Linked DNA regions of Mus musculus: all the other regions are linked to region 5. The links are chromatin contacts, called in public Hi-C, Micro-C and promoter capture Hi-C maps. All regions are on one chromosome and are shown on one strand. The core of a region is the stretch at or near the end of the contact, and the rest is flanking DNA. Distances in the headings are between cores, read along the strand shown.

What was found. Promoter capture Hi-C pulls out the DNA fragments that hold promoters and counts their contacts. A called contact is a pair of places that touch in the nucleus more often than the background predicts. Capture Hi-C pulls out chosen DNA fragments and counts their contacts.
Region 1: a contact with region 5 is called in a promoter capture Hi-C map of neutrophils, with 6 times the contacts expected there. The contact joins the promoter of Afg1l here to the promoter of Fig4 in region 5. A contact is called at or near these places in 3 of 39 promoter capture datasets (liver, neutrophils and pre-B cells) and 2 of 9 other capture datasets (adipose tissue and liver).
Region 2: a promoter capture Hi-C map of liver shows a contact between it and region 5, with 4 times the contacts expected there. The contact joins the promoter of Sec63 here to the promoter of Fig4 in region 5. A contact is called at or near these places in 3 of 39 promoter capture datasets (hippocampal neurons, liver and pre-B cells), 1 of 484 Hi-C or Micro-C datasets (regulatory T cells), 1 of 115 datasets of contacts at active chromatin or transcription factors (thymic regulatory T cells) and 2 of 9 other capture datasets (adipose tissue and liver).
Region 3: a contact with region 5 is called in a Micro-C map of embryonic stem cells, with 11 times the contacts expected there. The contact joins the promoter of Amd1 here to the promoter of Fig4 in region 5. A contact is called at or near these places in 2 of 39 promoter capture datasets (embryonic stem cells and hippocampal neurons), 1 of 484 Hi-C or Micro-C datasets (embryonic stem cells), 6 of 115 datasets of contacts at active chromatin or transcription factors (bone marrow-derived macrophages, embryonic forebrain, embryonic stem cells and 3 more) and 1 of 9 other capture datasets (embryonic stem cells).
Region 4: a contact with region 5 is called in a Hi-C map of CD8 T cells, with 6 times the contacts expected there. The contact joins the promoter of Pdss2 here to the promoter of Fig4 in region 5. A contact is called at or near these places in 1 of 39 promoter capture datasets (pre-B cells), 3 of 484 Hi-C or Micro-C datasets (CD4 T cells, CD8 T cells and muscle stem cells) and 2 of 9 other capture datasets (adipose tissue and liver).
Region 6: a contact with region 5 is called in a promoter capture Hi-C map of pre-B cells, with 5 times the contacts expected there. The contact joins the promoter of Snx3 here to the promoter of Fig4 in region 5. A contact is called at or near these places in 3 of 39 promoter capture datasets (hippocampal neurons, liver and pre-B cells), 3 of 484 Hi-C or Micro-C datasets (CD4 T cells, CD8 T cells and erythroblasts), 2 of 115 datasets of contacts at active chromatin or transcription factors (memory CD8 T cells and thymic regulatory T cells) and 2 of 9 other capture datasets (adipose tissue and liver).

The regions. Positions count from the first base shown.
Region 1 is chr10:42,477,077-42,480,313 of GRCm38.p6, forward strand. Afg1l (AFG1 like ATPase) reads right to left here and starts at 1,489. Exons shown (of 13, transcript NM_145743.2): 1 at 1,187-1,489. The coding sequence starts at 1,325.
Region 2 is chr10:42,760,174-42,763,291 of GRCm38.p6, forward strand. Sec63 (SEC63-like (S. cerevisiae)) reads left to right here and starts at 1,323. Exons shown (of 21, transcript NM_153055.3): 1 at 1,323-1,715. The coding sequence starts at 1,592.
Region 3 is chr10:40,300,736-40,303,707 of GRCm38.p6, forward strand. It overlaps Amd1 (S-adenosylmethionine decarboxylase 1), which reads right to left and starts at 1,453. Exons shown (of 8, transcript NM_009665.5): 1 at 1,014-1,453. The coding sequence starts at 1,123.
Region 4 is chr10:43,220,090-43,223,168 of GRCm38.p6, forward strand. It overlaps Pdss2 (prenyl (solanesyl) diphosphate synthase, subunit 2), which reads left to right and starts at 1,397. Exons shown (of 8, transcript NM_027772.2): 1 at 1,397-1,971. The coding sequence starts at 1,673.
Region 5 is chr10:41,301,160-41,304,574 of GRCm38.p6, forward strand. Fig4 (FIG4 phosphoinositide 5-phosphatase) reads right to left here and starts at 2,082. Exons shown (of 23, transcript NM_133999.1): 1 at 1,828-2,082. The coding sequence starts at 1,893. It overlaps Ak9 (adenylate kinase 9), which reads left to right and starts at 2,775. Exons shown (of 40, transcript NM_001370813.1): 1 at 2,775-2,846.
Region 6 is chr10:42,500,801-42,503,916 of GRCm38.p6, forward strand. It overlaps Snx3 (sorting nexin 3), which reads left to right and starts at 1,254. Exons shown (of 4, transcript NM_017472.4): 1 at 1,254-1,692. The coding sequence starts at 1,531.

The sequences.
Region 1 (3,237 bases), core at 239-2,738, 1.2 Mb after region 5:
TTTCTTGATGGCGGGTGTGGGGGGGGGGAGTAAAGAAAGGGGCAGAAACTGTAATCCAGACTCAATTAATGAGATTTATACTTCAGCATTTCTCTTGTTTATAAAATAGAAAGGAATATTTTTTACTTTACTTATTTTGTGTGTGTGTGTGTGTGTGTGTGTGTGCGCGTGCGCGCGCGCAAGAGAGGACAAGTGGTGGGTGTTGGTACTTCCCCTCTGCCATATGGGTCCTAGGGATTGAACTCAGGCTTGATAGCAAGGCCCTTTGCTAAGTGGGCCATGTAAAGCTCACAGTCTGGTATTTATTTCAATGACTGAGGGGGGAAAAAAACCTATCTTGAGACGATGAGAATCGGCATTTGCATATATATACTCTGTTAAATTATATCCGATTTTGAAGGTATATAAAGAAGCTCTTGGAGATGAGGAAAGGTGACTGAGGAAGACCATGAGAATAACGTCGTTCATTTGAAAATATCTGCTCATCAGACACCAATCACCATCCTACGTGCCAAGGAAATAAGGACACAGGGTTTGCTGTCTTTTGAGAAACCAGTCCAGTGAAGAGAGGTAAAATTAGCACTTCTGGGAAAGAGCAGCAGGAGGTTCTCAAGTTCGTGGCCAGCCTGTACCACACAGTGAGACCACGTGATTGTAATTTGGCTAACCACTCATTCACAGACACATGACAGTAGAACGAAAGAATCGAAGGTCAGGGGCAAAACAGATAAATGACAGACAAACAGACAAAGTGATGCCCTAGGAATTTAAGACTGCATCGAGAAAATGGGCGGGGAGGGGGCATAGGGTCCCTGACTGACATGACCATTAAGTCCATCACCAGCCTTAAGAGCCCAGATGGGTTGGGGTGAAAGGCTCCCCACACACCAACCCCATCTTGCTTACCCCCATCCCTCCAAGCCGGGCTCTTGCACACCTGCCCTCTCCAGGCCTGGGTTACCTGGGGAAGAACTGGGTTGGCCTCTGACCCTCAAATGGAAGTTACTCTGGGCAGCTGCCTGAGGCGCTCAGCGCTCTTTGGGGCAACGAGATGCAAAAGGTCAATAGACACGAACTCGTCTCTAGGATCCTTACAACTTGTGAAGCCACGGGTGCAGCTGGGAGGGATCAGACAGTGGGGTGACCCCAGGGCCTTGCGCGGCCCGCTCGTGACACGGTCACTGACCTTTCCACAGGGGTTTCCCAGGGCCAGGGGCCGGAGGAGGGATTGCGACGACCCGCGCCCCGCACCCAACACCTCTCCCAGTCAGCCGGCTGCGCGCGGCGGAGCGCAGAGTAACCAAGGGCGACCAGGAGGCCGCCATCTTGAGCTCCGTACAGGGAGGAAAACTTTATTGTAACCCAGAAGACGCGACGGAGCAGCCGGGTGCTGTGGCGCTCCAGGAGGCCACGCCTGAAAATGAGAGAGCGTTAAAGAGAGATGACCTCAAGCTTAGAAAGGCTGCAACGCCTGCCCTTCACGCCTTCCGGTGGGCCTTGGGACTACAAGTCCCGAGAGGCCTCGCGCCTTGAGGGGGCGTGTCCTGACAGTCGCGGGTGCGCCCCACCCCGCTGAGAGGCGGCTAGAACCAACTCTCCACCCCGCCCCCACTGAAACCCTAGTTCTCCAGGCCTGAGAAACCAATTGTAGCTTGTAGTAATAATCGTGAACCTTCTAAGACCGCATAATATGAAGGTGACCAAGAGGTATATATTATACCTCGTCCAATCTGCTATAATATAGCCTCAATTTACTTTTCTTTCGGTGTCCAACGTGTCTCTGAAGGGTACCTGAAATGTGTTTCTGCCACTTTCTGTTTGAGCTGTTGAGTAATAGAAATTATCTTCTATATAGCACATGTTTTCATGCTTTGAAGAAGCTTATAAGTGGGACAGGAAAGCCAAAGGGCCCAGACTGACAGCTGGTGGATGTGGCAGTCATGGGATGGTGTGACCACTTGAATTTGCGACTGCCCTCATTTGAGGCTGGCGACCCTTTGGCTAGATGAACGCTGCAGCTAAAGACAATAGTGGGATCAAGGAGAGAGCACTGTTGTGGAGGAGTACGGAGATTATATTTTTGTCTAGGTGTGTGTGTCCTATATTGAAAGCGATTCTTCTGGAGGCCAGAAGTGGGCATTGATCCCCCCAGAGCTGGCTGAGATTAAAGGCAGCTGTGGGCCACTCAACGTGGGTGCTACGAACCAAACCCTTGTCGGCTGCATAAGTTACACATTATTTAAACAGTTGAGCCACTTCTCTAGTCCATACAAGATTAACTTTTAACAAAAGACAAAGACCTTCCCAGGGGTTGTCGGGTGGTGTTCAGCTGATAGAGTGTTTGCCTAGTTAGCAGGAAGCCCAAGATTCACCAGTCTGGGAAGAAAAAGCACAAACAGCAATCCTAGCATTTGGGAAATGTAGACAGCAGGGTTAGAAGTCCAACTACATAGTTACATCCTTAAAAATAAATAAAACAACAACAACAACAACAAAAAAGTAAACCCTTCAACCGTGGATCATATCTAAAAGACCTGAACATTTAGCTGGGAATTATGGAAAACAAGAAAGTCTAGCATTCCTAGGAAGGAGGAAACAAAGTTTCAATTGTGTGACCAAAAAAGAGAACACTAAGAAGAATTCCAGGAAACCAAATTGTGGTCACCAGAAGAGGAATTCTGAAGAAACAGGAAATGGAAGGTGTAGTATGGCAGAGTAACTTCAAGCCTTTTCTCTGCTAATATGTCAAAGTATGTACCCACCCCGATGGGACTGAAGATAGTCTAAAGAGACACTTGTGTCTTCTTTCCCTTTGGCTATTGCACTACTGAAACAATGGCCCTAAGAAATCAAACTGCTCCCAAGAATCCCACGCTGGGACAAGGAAAAGGTTGAAGCCTGGTGCCAACCAGAAAAGGGAGAAGCTGGGCTCCCGGAAGTGACGTCACACGGTTCAGACAGTGCAGAACCAGCTTGTAGGACACACTGGAGCTGGGCAATGGTGGGCCAGTGATGCACAGGTCACACCTGACCTGGACGGCTGAGTTGTTGTACCTCTTTCCTACGACTTAAACCCAAGCTTCCAGTCAGGATCTCAAAGATGGATTTGGATCTCTCTCTCTCTCTCTCTCTCTCTCTCTCTCTCTCTCTCTCTCCCCCCTCCCTCCCTCCCTCCCTTCTTCCCTCTCCAAGCTCTGACCAGAACAACCGTATCTGCTGATGTACACATCCAGTCTT
Region 2 (3,118 bases), core at 73-2,572, 1.5 Mb after region 5:
AAAAAAAAAAAAACACCCCCCCCAACAAAAAGCAAAGTAAACAAAACAACAACAAAACGGGCAGTTAAGAGCACTGAATGCTCTTCTGAAGGTCCTGAGTTCAAATCCCAGCAACCACATGATGGCTACAGTGTACTCATATACATAAAAATAAAAAATGAATCTTAAAAAAAAATACAGCAGAATGTTTGTACTTGCGCGGTAGCTTCTCTTTTTAAAGATATTGCACAGTTTCCTTTACTATTCACAGCGGTCCTGTGTAAAGTGCCCTGTGTCCTCTTGATCCACAGAGGGCAGTGCAGACACTGGGACCCACCCTGCTAAGGCCACCACTGGACTCTGGTGGGATCTTTGCAAGGTTAGAGGACTATCCTGCAGTTCAGCTGACTCCAGCTTGAGATTCGGTGGCCAGGAGCAGAGAGTGACTGCCTCTTCAGATTGCCCACAGGTTGCAGGGGAGTGCCAGCGGCTCTTTGGGGCGTCAGAGCGATCTGGGTTTGGATCCTCAAGCCCTGAGCAAACCCAAACCATTGAGCGTTACCTCTGGAAAATGTTTTGAGTCTGAATTTTCTCATCAATAGAGCATATATGACATTGGTTCTCAATATGTGGGTCCTGACCCTGTTAAGGGGGAGTTATCAAAAGACCGTTTTAGAGGGAGTATATATATCATGCACATCATATATTTACATTACAATTCGTAACAGTAGTAAAATTACAGTTATGAACTAGAAATGAAAATAATTTTACGGTTCGGGGTCACGACAACATGAGGGACTGTATTAAAGTGTGGCAGCATTAGGAAGGTTGAGAGCCACCGATCTATATTTTGCTTTATTTCATGTTTTACTGACAAATTGAAGACATGATCGCTTGGGTCACAGAAAGCATTAGTGAACTGGCAGCTCCAAATACCAAGGCTTTGGAACTCTGAGGAGTTCCTTGCTCCCTATTCTTTTCATTTATTTATTTTTCCTTGCTCCCTATTTTAATGGCACTTGTTTCCATGAGGTTCACGTGGAGGAAAAGTGAGAGGGATAGGAGAGAGTGGAGAGGTTTGGCAACCTCGCTTAGGTTGCAAAAGCTCAGGTCCCAATCGCACCTAGGACGCTCGCCTCTGCTCACTGCTTGGGGGACCCTGGCAAGAAAGCTCCTGGAATCCGGGAAGGGTGCTGGGAAGGAAAGCCTGGTAAGCAGGGGGCGGGACCCGGGGGCGGGCTTATGGAAAACAGAGGGCGTGGTCCGTGGCTCAGGGGCGGGGCCGCGGGCGGGGTCCAACAGAGTTTCTTTGCTGCGCGCGCCACGTCTCCCTCAGTGAGCGTGTGGAGGAGACGGCCGGGGAGGGAACAGCCGCGTGGGGCGGGAACTAGCTCCTCTCGCGAGAGTTGGCGACGGCCGCGGCGGCGGCGGCGGCGTGTCCGTGAGAGCGGCGTGGGGGCGGGGAGGAGAGCGGCGGCGGCGGCGGCGGCGGCGGCGGTAGCGGCGTCCGAGCTACGCCACACGGGGCCGGGGCGCTGGGAGCCGGGAGCCGGAGCGCAGCGCGGGGTCGTGGCGACGGCGGTGAGGGGAGCGCGGCGGAGGAGGCGGAGCCATGGCGGGCCAGCAGTTCCAGTACGATGACAGCGGGAACACCTTCTTCTACTTCCTCACCTCCTTCGTGGGGCTCATCGTGATCCCCGCCACCTACTACCTCTGGCCGCGAGACCAGAACGCGGGTGAGTCCCGTCGGCGGCCCGCTCTGGCGCGCTCGGGCGGACGCTCCGCTCCGCTCTTCTCCGCTCCGCTCCGGGCCGCGCCGTCCTGCCCGCCGGTGCTGCTCCGCGTCCCAGGGACGCCGCCTGGGCGGCGGGGCCTGAGGGCCGCTGTCCACGGGGCCGGAGCTCGGCGGCGATTTCCGGGGCTGTCCGCCCGCCTGCGTGGTCCGCGGGAGTTTGGCGGGGATCCGATCCGCATTGTTCTGGACGCCCCTCGCCTGCCGCCTCTTTGTCTCCCCAGCCTCGGCTTTGTTGGGTGTTCTTTCTGGAGGGAGCGGGCTGGGCTGGGACGGGGGGCGAGAGAAGAGTTGGCCGAGGGGGAATAAGAGCGTGTGGGCACAACTCCGCATCCTTCGCTCCCGTCACCCTTTCTCCCTCTTGTCCCGGTGTCCCCGCTGCAGCTGTTGGTACAGATGTTTGGGGGCACCCCTAAGCTGGGTGTCATGTTTGGGACTTCCAAGTGAGCTCACCAGCAGCCCACCCCGTCACTTCCTCCGGTTGCTTTTTTCATTTGTTCAATCACATCGTGGGGGTTGGAGAGCGCTGCCGTTATTCCTTTTATAAAAGCACAAATAGGATTTTCTCCGTTTCCTTTCCTCTGGAGTTTCCTGTTTACAACGGAAAAGTGCAGGCATGAAGGATTAAGCGGGATTCGTTGATGGAAGGAGGTAGTTGGTGGGGTCGCAAGCTCCTTTGCTTTTAGTTCTCGAGTCTTTCCACATTAAAGGTCGCGTCAGAACGCAACCCAGTGCAGTTTCCGGGGATGTTAGGTTTAAGATTGTAATGTTGGATTCTGTGTTGCACTTTACTAAGACATATGGCACCGGTTATTCTTAAAGCTGATGGCACTTACAGCAAGCGCCTAATGGGTTATTTCTGGTGGTGGTAACCATAATTAGTAGGTTTCGAGTATAACAGCGGCTCTGGGGGAGAGCGTTCTGTGTCTGCTAAGTTGCTTTTAGGTTGGGTGTGGTGATGATCTAAGTTGTCTAGGTTGTGCACTGCAGCTTGGGAAGAATTGTTAGCAGTGAAGCTCAGGACTTGTTACACTTTGAAGAGAGAGTTCAATGTCCTATAAAATTATCTAGTTTCATAATAGAACTCAAGTAAATTTAAGATAAAGAGCAAGCAACACTTGCATCTCTTTTGTACATTTCACAATAAGCGGAGTAGCAACAATTTACCCAAAGTTACTAGCCTCCGTCGTTTCTCATTCTGGGTTGCTTTATGAAATTTTCACTTCGGACTCTTGAGTTCTGTGTTTCCAAGTTTGTTTAGATATATATATATATATTTTTAAATCAGTGGCTGTATGTACTTTTGGTGTCATAATACAGAAAATGTTTTTTTTTTTTCCTTGACTG
Region 3 (2,972 bases), core at 203-2,702, 1.0 Mb before region 5:
GTAGGAACTGCGTTTCCCAGTGTGCCTTAAAGTCTCGGCAGCACGTGGCCGCTGGGATTCTCTTCTCGCTTTTTGTCAGAGGACGGTTGCACCGCGCAGCCAACATTCCTAAAACGCCCATTGGTCCACACCCTGGGGCCAGGCTCCGGAGGGGCCCAGGAGCTCATTGGTCCGCCTCTCAATGAACCGGACCACGCCGGTTCCTCCGCCACTCTAGTCCCATTAGTGCGCTTCGGAGCACGGCGGAGCCCGGGTACCGGCCACCAAAGCGGGAGGCTGGTGTCACCGCCGCCGGGTCCATGCATCCTCAGTGTCATCCGCGCTTCAATGCTCGACTCTCCCAGCGAGGTCACTAGCAACTCTCCGCACCACCTCCCGTGTCGGGTGTGAGCAGGGGGCCCGCAGGTCTCCTTTGCTCCAGCTTAAGGCATTAAGTAAAATAGATCTTCGGGCTGACAGGCTTGTACCCCGGGAAGCAGGCAAACCCTCCAGCACCCCGCTGCGCTCTCCCGGACTTCGCCTCCGTAACAGGTTACACAGCCCAAGGTCAGGAGCCTCCCGGGCAAAGCCCGCGGAGGGTCCCGAGGCGCCCCGCTCTGCTGCAGGGCACGTCCGGGCGTCGGCGGGGCCCGGCACTGCGACACGGCCGCTCCCGCCCAATCCCGCCGCCCGAGCGAGCGCCACGCGCGGCCGCCTACCCCGCGGCGGGAGGCCTGCTGGTCGCCCCGCGGCCCAGGCCCACCCAGCTCGTGCTCCGCCCGCCCCTCACCCAGCCACACCTGCCGGAGGGCCGCGTGCCCCCCGCCGGAGCCCGTCAGCCCAGCCCCGCCGTCCGCCGGGGACGTTACCTGAGCACGCGGCCGCGCCGGCCTCCTCCCCTCCCCCAGGCGGCGCAGGCGGCCCCGCAACGGCGGCGGGAGAAGCCAGTTCCCGCCCGCCGACCTGGCCCCACCTGAGGCCGCGACTCGTGCCTCGCAGTCGGCGGCGAGCCGCCCTCAGGCCCAGGCACCCACCTTGGGATGGTACGAAGATCCCCAGATCCCTGGCTTGCGTCGGACTGCTGTCTGGAAAACCAGACCTCCAGCAGTTTCTCCGTCCCTTCGAAAAAATGTGCAGCTTCCATCACCGTGAGACTAGCGAACAACCAACAACCACAGAAAATCAACTAAATTAAATCTCTTCTCCCGCCGCTCCTGCCGCCGCTGCGGATTGTTCCAGCTGTGTTACTAAAGTTCAGGTTCCTTTTTTTTTTTTTTTTGCTATAATTTTATATTAACTTTTTTTTAAAAAAAGGACTAATAAAATTTTCCCGGCTATTTTCGTGAGCGAAAGTTGAACGTGAGTCTGTTGGAAATAGAGGCAGATACAGTTCAGTCTCTTGTAGTCCGCTGCTTTCCCGTTAGGAGAGTTGAGCGAGCGCTAGCTAATGTCGCCGGCCATACTGTGTAAGCGAGGGTTCTGCGTGAGCGCAGACCTTATATAAGCATCCTCCCCGACAGGCCAGGAAGTGACGCCATCGCCCCGCCCTCAGGGCCTCATAGGGACCGCTTCGTGTCAGTCAAACGTCGCCGAACGCCGGCTGGCTGGCGGTGGGCCCACGGGGAGTGCAGGGGACTACCAGCTTGGTTGCAGATGGAGCTGCCGCTGTCCCTTGAGCGGGAGACCGCTCTGTTGTCCGGCTGGGGACTTGGGAATCTGGGATTACTTGTGGAGCTGGTGGGGAGAGCGGGAGACAGGCGAGGCTGTCCCACGCTGCACACAGCTGGTTAGCAGAAAACAGGAGGGAGTCTGGAGGGGTGTCGCGGGGCTCGGCGGGGGCGGTGGCCACTGCTGGGTTGGCGTAGTGCTTTGATCCTGTGCGGTTTCTCGTTTCAAGCCGAGGTGGTTTTTGGCTTTTTAAAAAAAATTTTTTTAAACCATTTTTTCACGTGTTTCCACGAGACGAACGCAGCCTAGGCAATAAAATTGTCAGTGACGTACGTGTGGCCCGGGGTCGGATTGGAATGCGCTTTAATTCTGCTTGTGCTTTATCTGATGTGGGAATGAAGGCAGTTCTCCACGGGTTTACACAATAGCCAGAAGCGTCGTCTTCCTATTTCAAAAGAGAAAAGAGAAAAGCAACGTGGCGCCCAGCCTTGGAGGGCTCCGGCGCTATCTACCCCCCACCGTGTGCCTAGCCTAGCTTAGGAGTTGGCCGCCTTCCAGCAGACACCTATCAACCCGTACTCCATTAGGTCAACTGGTGGATATTTAGTTTGCAAAACTTCCTAGGAACTAGCTTTATTAAGTATAATACGAGGTTATTTGATATTTTTCTTAGGCTATTCTTAAAGGGGTGAACTAATTGAAAGTATTCCTCACAACCACCAGTACCACGCAAATTTACAAATTTGCCTAAAATTGCCTAAATGCCTAAAAAGGATCTTCGCGAGTATATAATAATAATGTAAATGGGTAGCAAAGAGTTTTCACTAATGATAATCTAAAGTATAAATTAGGGGTCAAATCCAAGTAGGATTTTGTTTTGTTTTTTTTTTCTTCTGCTATCTTCCTTTATTTATATTTGCAGTATGAAACACAAGCTCTGCACACATACTTGCACACTCACACCAGCCTGGGGGAGGGAGCTGGGACAAGGCCACTTTCTTTCTTTCTTTTTTTTTTTTTAATCTTAAGAAGCAAAAGATGTTAACAAAGTTATTAGTTACTTGGAAACACTGGGGGAAAGTCACCAAGCTCATAAAATTAAAAATGATTATAGTCACAAGACAAAGGGACCGTCTCCTATTATCCCTAGAGAAATCCACTGCAACTGTTGAAATTTGATTCATACATACCCTGAAGACGAGCTCTTGTCTTACAAGAGCATGGATTCACATGTCTCTATGAAATTTGTTGAGAAAGAACCCGTGTGATGAGGTAGATACGTATATTGCTTTTGCCATGTTTTTAAAAGCATCCAACTCAAACTA
Region 4 (3,079 bases), core at 147-2,646, 1.9 Mb after region 5:
TAAAAGCATCTTGTGTGAACAATTTCTCTTTGTTTTTCTAGTTCATTTACATAATGTGAGCTTAAAAAATACCAACTATGAATTTTGAAAGCTCACATGAATTTTAAAAACCATTCCTGAGTGTAAAATGTAGGTAACAAGTCGTTTATTATTTTTATATTACTGATCTTAATGTTACTTTTTTCTTCCCAAGGGATTGAATTTAAGGTTTTGTAATTTTTAATTTTTTTATGATTAACAAGGACTTCAACACTTGTTTTGTCTAATTAGAAAGGGCAAGATGCTAGACGTGCTTGAATAGGTGGCACCCGAAGAGCAGAGTGGCCCTCTGGCCCTCGTCTGTAATCCCAGGACTTGAGAGGTGGATGGGGTCAAGAAGTTACAGGTCAGTTTGCTACACAGTAAGAAGTCTCAGGCCACTGTGGCCTAGGGGAAAAAAAAAACGTTCCATCCAACACTGAAAGCGTCGTCACACTGACAATTTTACTTTAGCAATGAGAAAGAATTTTTGGTAACATATTACTTAATGTTGTGGTTAAGAGTATGTATTCAAATAACCAAATTGTTAGGTCGGGTATGTGGTTCCGAAGTAGAGCACTAGCCTAGCATTACTGCATGAGGCCTGGCCTCTATCCCTAGTACCCAAAGGAGAGGAGAAAAAAAGATACCAGATCCTCTAGGTTCACATTTTGCTTAATGTGACCATAACAACTTACAATTTGGCTGTGCCTCATTCCGTTCCCCCCCATCCCCCCTAAAATCCGGGGAATAGTATTATCTTTAAAACTCAACAAAAGATTAAGTGAGCTAATATGTGAAATGCACTCATGCCAGTGAATTTTCAGTCCCGGAGCAAGCGACGTTTCATTCCATTCTCACAGCATCCTTATTTTCTGGATTTTTCACAGAAATCCTGGCACTTCGGCCAGGAAGCTGAGGGAAGCAGGGCTCAGCCTCACCGATCCACTTGCGTTCCAGCTCTGGGGGGGCCGCGGAGGAGACGTCGTCGCCCAGCTAGCGGGGCCGCCCTCCCGGGTCCGCGGCCCCCACCAAGGGCCTAAGGCGCCCAGGAGCAAAAGGCTTCCGGACGAGCCTGCGCCACGGGCCTACGATCTCGCCGCGGACCCACGATACAGACATTTATTTACATAAGCTTCACTCTGCGTTGGGCCGGGAGAAACGCTGCAGAGACCCCGAGAGCGCCTAGATCCAGGGCTAGCGGGGTGCCAAAGGGCGGACACCGACGTCCTGGGGCACAGGCTCCCTTCCATCTCTCGCCTTCCGGTCATCACTGAGGGTCCGCCCCTTAGTGGGGAGGTCCCAGCTGTGCCGTAAAGTAAAGAGCACTCTTTGCCGCTCATCAGCCCGCCCCTATCTTTACGGCAGGCCGCATTTCATGCCTCCAACATGGCGCCCCCCATGTAGGCACTGGCTGTGGTTACCAGCGCAGGTATCCAGTGCAGTTCTGAGCAGCCGCTGGGGTTACGCCAGTCTGCGCTGCAGAAGCAGCAAACGTTATTCCTGGTTACGGCTCCAGAAAGCCATACTTCTCTGAGGGTTTGGAATCGCCGTCTCCTGTTAGATTCTGAAAGTTTCTCCTCAGCCCTTGTTTGCTTCCCGTGTCATTTCTGGCCACCTTCCTCAGGTCCCCGACCCTCTCAGACTCAAAACTATGAGCCTCCGGCAGCTGCTGTTGCGCTTGTCCGGTTACCTCGGGGCTTCAGGTCCCCCCAGTCGCCACTGGTGGTACTTCAGATCCCTCGACAGCATCTCCTCGGCGGGCTCCTGGCGCGGGCGCTCCTCCAGGTCACCGGCCCATTGGAACCAGGTGGTGTCCGAGGCGGAGAAGATCGTGGGCTACCCCGCATCCTTCATGAGCCTGCGCTGCCTGCTGAGCGACGAGCTCAGCAATATCGCCATGCAGGTGCGGAAGCTGGTGGGGACGGGACACCCTCTGCTTACCACTGCCAGGTGAGCGACCCATGGTAACTCTGGGTCTGGCCAGTTCCTTGATTCTAACTTTCTTTTGAACTTTTAAGGTATTCTTTGGTGTCCCTTTAACATTCTTCTACTTGGCCCAGGATAAATGGTTTTCGTAAAAGAAAAACTTGAACGTGTTTTACAGTTTCTCTTCACTTTTAGAGATGCAGATGCTTCATGGCTTGTCAAGGTATCAGAGATGTATACTTATTTAGTCACAGTCAAGAAGTGGTATTTTAAAAATGGAATAGAGCCGGGCAATGGTGGTGCATGCCTTTAATCCCAGAGCTTGGGAGGCAAAGGCAGTGCGATCTCTGAGTTCAAGGCCAGCCTGGTCTACAGAGCAAGTTAAGCTGTTTACCTACAGAAAGATTAAGACAAGAGAGACAGGCAGAATAGACAGCTCCGGGCAGTGGTGGCGCACGCCTTTAATCCCAGCACTTGGGAGGCAGAGGCAGGCGGATTTCTGAGTTCGAGGACAGCCAGGGCTACACAGAGAAACCCTGTTTCAAAAAACAAACAAACAAAAAAACCCCCAAATATCCAGGTATTGGACTATCTAGATTGAAGTCAGTTTCCTCTGACGCTTTTACCACTTAATGCCAGACTAGTGTTAAACTTGTCACTAGGGTTTAAAAAAAAATTTATCACTTAAAAAACAACTCATACCTCATGTTTCGTAGTTTATTTCAAGCACACAGAAAAGTTATGAGAATAAAACTAGTACAAAGAGGATTAGGGGAGATGTCTTTGCCAAAGTACTTGTTGAACAAGTCCTACAACCTGGTTTGGATCGCCAGCAACAAAAGTGGAGGTTTTTCATACCAGTACTGAGGATGTGAAAACTGGAGATCTCTGCAGTGTGATGGACATTTCGTCTAGCTAAACCAGCAAATTCAGTGCTAAACAAGAAACTCCTTCTCAAACTCAAAAGTGAAAAAGCAAACAAGAGCTGGACAAAAAGATGGCAGGTGGGCTTATGAATGTTCAAAACCACTAGCCATAGGAGAATTGCAGATTTACATTACTATGAGATCTGTCACAAAGTTAAGAGGAATGAAATACAGATTTACAGAAGGACATCCTGGTGAAGAAACAG
Region 5 (3,415 bases), core at 832-3,331:
TGGATGGTGTTATCCTTGAGCTGATGGCTCCTGGAGTCTATAAGACAGCAGGCTTAGCAAGCCTTGAAGAGCAAGCCAGTAAGCATCACCCATCCATGACCTCTGCATCAGTCCTGCCTCCATGTTCCTGCCCTGTTTGGGTTCCTGTCCTGACTTCCTTCAGTAATGGGCAATGATGTGGGTGTATAAGCTGAATAAATTCTTTCCCAAGTTTCTTTTTTTTTTTTTTTTTTTTTGGTTTTTCGAGACAGGGTTTCTCTGTATAGCCCTGGCTGTCCTGGAGCTCACTTTGTAGACCAGGCTGGCCTTGAACTCAGAAATCCGCCTGCCTCTGCCTCCGGAGTGCTGGGATTAAAGGCGTGCGCCACCACGCCCGGCTCCAAGTTTCTTTAGTCATATTTGTTTCATCACAGCAATAGTAGCCCTAACTATATTATAAATGAATTTAATATAAAACATGATAACATAAAGGCTAAAACTGTGAATCTTTTCAGTGAGACAAAGCAAAATATCATCATGGCCTGGGAACAAGCAAAGAACATGAAAAGCAGTAAGCACACACACACACACACACACTGAAAATAAGGGTCAGAAAATCTTGCCCATGTTTATAAATCTAGCACTGGGGAGGTCAAGACAGGAAGATTATGATTTTGATACTATCCTATACTCTCTCCCTCTCTCTCTCTCTCACACACACACACACATATAGTTAAGTTAAATTTCATCAAAATAAAACACTGGTGTGGAAACTTGGTTTAGTGGGTAAAGATTCCCAGGGCCCACTGAAAGCCCCACACAATAACACATCTCTGACCCCAGGGTTGGGGGTGCGGCGTATAGACAGGTAGAGCCTGGGCGAGGGACACTCATTGGCCAGCCAGTCTAGCAATATGGGAAGCTCCAGATTTAATGAGAGACATCTAGGGTCAACCCCTGGCCTCCAAACTCCTCCACGTGGGCACACATACCCACACACATGTACATGCACTACACACACACACAAATAAATTAAATTAAATAAAATTTCTAACAGGGTTTGTCGTCCTCAGCAACCGAGTTTTCATGGGTGCCACTGAAGACTTGTGGGAAAAGAAATTCTGTTTTATAAAGAATAGCATCTCAGCCAGGGCCTCAGAATGCTCAGCTTACCGGTGGGCTAAAATTCCCATGTGACAGTTTATTTACTCTCCTATTGAAGACTAGCCACAGTTCACTGAATATACCAAACGAGATACTCACACCCTAATATCATAGTGAAGGCCAGATTCAGATAAACCACACTATAGCAACTTTGTTTCCCAAGCACAGAAATGAGAAAAAAATAAGTTCTATTAGCACCGCTCTGCAAGCCAGAGAACTATTAACAGATGCGTCCGGGTCACAGAACCTCGAATCCCAGCAAAACAGTGCATGTGATTAAGACCAATCACGGTGATAGTATACCATGAAATCGCAAAATAGAAGCTACCTGGGCCAAGTTCACATTTTTTTTCATACCCCCTGACTTTACTGTAAGGAGTGGACTCAAGAACTTCAAGATTATGGGAAAGCAGAAAAGAGGAACTCTTTCAGAAGCTGTGTGCAGTTCCTGTGTGCCACAGCACCTGTCTGCACGCACTTCTTCCAGCCAGCCACATGTTCCTAAGCAAGACAGACCTGCAAACCATCCAGTGCTTGACTGCATGGCCCTGGCGGCCGAGCCTGCAGCGGCGCTGGGAGGAGAGGAGGGAGTACGGGGTGCTGCCTCTTCCCGACGACCCCACAGGGTGCCCCGATCCCCGCAGCGCAGTCCTCCCGCCCCGTCCCGTCGTTGTGGGTACTCACAGCTCTGGTCTCATACAGCACCAGCTTCTGGACCGAGCTGATGATGGGGGCAGCGGCCGTGGGCATGGCTCCAGCCAATGGCGGCCCCGCCACAGGGCACCAGGCCGCGGCCCAGGTCGTGACAGCGGCGGGGTTCCCCCTGGAGACAGAGCGAGGAGACCCCGCAGACCTCCAGCACACCAGACACAGCTGACAAAAACAGTGTCAGAACACCAAACGTTCAGCAGCGGGCTCGCCGGCTGCTTCCGGATTCCCTCAGCCCCGCCTCCCAACCAGCCCAGCCCAAACCGGAGGGGCGGGGCTACAGGATCACGGGGTTGCTGAGGGCGGACGCTAAGGGTGCCATCTTTCTTAAGGGCAGGCAAAAAAAAAAAAAAGAAAGAAAGAAAAAGAACCTGACTTATGTTGACCTTTAAAGAAAAGAAATCAGATGATTGGGTTCTCCTTTTGGAGCGGTTTCTCCGTGTTGTAATTGGTCTGTTTCTTCCTATATACTCTTTATTTTCCCGAAACCTGTCTCCTGGATGCCTGTGATTTTCCCCTGTTTTGTCGCCTATTTTATCTCCACGAAAGTCAATAAAGTTAATATTGTGGCTGTATGGCCCACAAATCTTTCTTAATTACATAAATGTGGCGCCTTTGGTATTTGCACATTTTATGTGTGAGGCTAACGGTCTGAATTCTAAAAGGGACCGTGCTGTGTAGGGCGAGCGCGCTGCTGTTAAGAGTCAGTTCTAGTTAAGATAAGGTTTTCGCGTTTGCTGTCTGGGCATAAGTAGGTAATATATGCACTCGCTCTGTTGGTCACCTCTACACTTTGGGAAAGGTGTTTTATAATTATGACTACATTTAAACACAGGCTTAAGAATTCACTTTGAATTACAGCTCCACCTCCCGAGGCCCCGCCCTCCAAGAGGCTCTGCACGCCGCCCACAGGTTTCCAAGGCAACCGCCTAACAGCTACCTAGAGCCTCAGTAGAGCCTCAGAAGATAGCTGCTGTCGCGTCCCCGGTCCACAGGTAAGCAGAGGCAGGGAATTGTCCACATTCTGGGTGCATTTTGCCATCAGTTGCAGGAAAGTACACTTCCGGCGGGGACCCCACACCAGTTGCTTTTCTTGCAAAGTTAAACCACGATCTCTTCATAAATCGACTTTTCAAAACCAGTTCTCCTTTTAGCTAAGGTATTTATCTCACAAATGCGGACTAAAGACTTGCCTGCCCCAAAGGGTAACAGTGGCCGCTAAAGTAGCACAGGCAGGAAGTGCTAGGTTTCACAGGGACCCCTCGCTATATTCCAGAATTCACCGCTAGAGGGCTCTCATACTGAAAAGAAAAAGGTAATTATTAAAATACAAACAAATAGCTGAAGAGGATATTAAAGTTTGCTGTAGATTCAAGGCAGGACGTTACAAGGTTTTTAGAGTATGATTATCTATTATCTATTATTGGTTTTGTTTCAGTTTGATATATCTTTTTTATTGAGAAACTAGAAAGAAAGAGGGCAGGAGTCTCAGTTATGGCATTTTATGCTGGTGGGGGGGTGGGGGGGTACGTGCGTGTGCGTGTAAGCCAGAGGCTAAGCCAGC
Region 6 (3,116 bases), core at 4-2,503, 1.2 Mb after region 5:
GGCTTTGTTCAGGTATTGGGTTGACAACCGGATGCACTAGCTCCTGGTATCCTGGTTCTTGGCACTCCCCTATCTTCCTGTCTCCCTTCAGCTTCCTGAGTCTTTCCCTGGTCCTTTTTTCCATTTTGTATAAAGGCTTCTCTAAGTAGCATTCCAAGTACAATTTGAGATTTACCGCTTAAAAACAAAACACATTTACCAGGATTTGTGGGAAACAAGAGTGGCCGCTTACCCAGACAGGGTTCCCGGCCTTCATCTTGTCTTTCTTATTTTGCTTTCTTATTTCAGGGGCCAGACCAGTCTTTAGGCACTGTTTGACCTTAGTTTGAGCTTATCAGGTTTAAAAAATTCCACTCCCTTATTTACTGCTTCGAATCTATCAGTGTAGAACAGGGTGACCTTGAAACTTCTGAGTCTCAGCCTTCTGAGTGCTGGCATTACATTATGCCGGGATTAATGTCCTTCTTGGGGACTGGACCCAGGACTTTATGAATCCTAGGCAATCAATCTACCAACTGAGTTACATCATCATTTTTTGTTTGTTTTTTGAGGGCTACTGTGTAGCCCTGGCTGTCAACTCACTCTGTAGACCAGTGGCCTAGAACTCAGAAATCCCGCCTGCCTCTGCCTCCACCACGCCTGGCTAAAAAGCCTTTTGTTTTGTTTTGGTTTTGTTTTGTGTTTTTTTCAAGACAGGGTTTCTCTGTATAGCCCTGGCTGTCCTGGAACTCACTTTGTAGACCAGGCTGGCCTCGAACTCAGAAACCCGCCTGCCTCTGCCTCCCAAGTGCTGGGATTAAAGGCCTGCGCCACCACCGCCCGGCTCTCCCTTGGTTTTTAAAGATAAGGTCTCATGTAGCCCAGGCTGGCCTCGAGCTCCTGATTCTCCGCTCTCCATTTGCCAAAGGTCAGGATTACAGATGTGTACTGATTCATTTGAGACGTTTATTAAAGGTTTCTAGAAATGAATTTCCAGGGATCACAGTGATGCACTGGATTGGCTGTCTTACAGCATAGGCAGTTTTGTCTCCTCCCTGCCGTCCCAACGACTGCCTTCACTGCGCCAGAACAGCTAAAATCGTTTCCGGAGTCCCTCCCCGCAGAGAAGCTGGGTCAGAAAAGCCGGAAACCCACACCTCCTCCCCAGAGCTCCCCTACTACGCCTGCGCGTCACTCGGCGGCGGCGCGCTCGCCCGAGGCATTGTGGTTATTGTAGTCTCCCCATATCCTTGGCGCCCACAGTCCCGTGACGCCGCCGCGCCTCAGCCCCACCCCGCAGTGTCCCTCGGGGCCGCCGCGGGGCCTGCGAACCGGGCGCGGCGTTCAGGCCAGTCAGCTGTTTCTCCCTGGGCAGAGGGCGGAAGCCCGAGCAGCCTGGGGCGGAGCTTCGCGCGGAACGAACGCCCACCCGTCCTACGTGCTCGTTCGTCTCCGTTCGCTGCGCGCGAGCCGGGAGTCCCCGCGGCGGGCGGCGGTGGCGTTGGCGGAAGGCGGTGGAGAGAAGCCCGCGGCTGCCGCGGCGACAGCGAAATGGCGGAGACGGTAGCGGACACCCGGCGGCTCATCACCAAGCCGCAGAATCTGAATGACGCCTACGGGCCGCCCAGCAACTTCCTCGAGATCGACGTGAGCAACCCGCAGACCGTGGGGGTCGGCCGGGGCCGCTTCACCACCTACGAGATCAGGGTCAAGGTGAGGCGTCCGCCCCTCTCCCGCATCCCTCGCTCCGGGGCCGCCAAGTCCCGCCGGACCCCGGCGCGGGGCCTTGAGGTCTCAGCGGCCGCCCAGGCCAGACGCCCCTGCGAGGCAGCTTGTCTGCGGGCGGAGGCGTGAGCCAGGGTTTCGCTCGCTCTCCGTGGACAGTTTGTATGGGGACCAGCTCGCTGGCTCCGGTAGAAGGTGCTGGAAGACGAGGGCGTGGGTTGAGCTCTGCTAGCCGAGATCTCAGGCAGCTGATCTGGGCTTGACATTTGAGTTGAAGAGGTAGATCTTTCGAGAACACTGTTCTCCGAAAAGAGAGCTAGGTGTGACTGAGGAAGAAAGGGGGAGGGGGGCGTGTGTGCGCAAAGTTGAAGCCCTCTCTCCCTCCCTGTCTCTTTTTTTTTTTTTTCCTGGACGCTTACCAAGACGTAGTGAAGCCAAGCTTAGCTGCTCTTTCCAGGCCTGTCTCAAGCTACAGTAAGAGTATCCTGGGCCGTACACGTCTGTGAGCAGAACTTGATGGCGAGTTCACGGGAGCGCGTCAGATTTTTGTGGTAGGGCTCAACCAAGCGGTTAGCAGCGATGAGAAATGGTTGACCTTAGCATGCTTGGCTGTCCTGCTGAAGGCCTAGGTGTGTGGAATGTCATCTTCCTCAGTGTCCAAAAAAGCAACTGCCCGGGACTAGGGAACCCTACTCATCTAAGTGTCTGGCTTTAGCTTTTTCACTTCAACTGAAAAAAGGAATAGGGTGAAGTAGAAACGTACTCTTAGAATCCCATAACTAATGGGGTTTTGGCAGTAAGTAATTTAGATGATTCGAGGGACACTAAATGAAAGTACTGCTTTTTTTACTCTGTAGAGCAGGATGGAAGGGTTTTTCCACATTTGAAAAAAAAACTTATTAAATTAATTCATTGCTAAAAATTAAATATTAAATAGTAACCATGAGAATTTTGGCCTTAGAGGACTCATGATCATTGTTAACATTAGCCTTTTTTTTTTTTTTTCGAGACAGGGTTTCTCTGTATAGCCCTGGCTGTCCTGGAACTCACTCTGTAGACCAGGCTGGCCTCGAACTCAGAAATCCGCCTGCCTCTGCCTCCCGAGTGCTGGGATTAAAGGCATGCGCCACCACGCCCAGCTTAACATTAGCTTTTATGTGAAGGAATTTCTTATTAAAGTAAGCACTTTTTGTGTGGTAAACAGAATTTGCCATCCTAGTCATTTTTAAGTTGTACGGCCCAGGAGTGCTGTATATATTTAGCTTGTGAAACTTACACACTTTTAAAGAATGGTTGAACTAATCAAACTTTTTTCCCCTATGAGATAGAATCTCATATGTAGGCTCCTGACTGGCCTTGAATTTACTATGTAGACCAGGCTGGCCCCAACTGCTGGAATTAAAAGTTGTGTG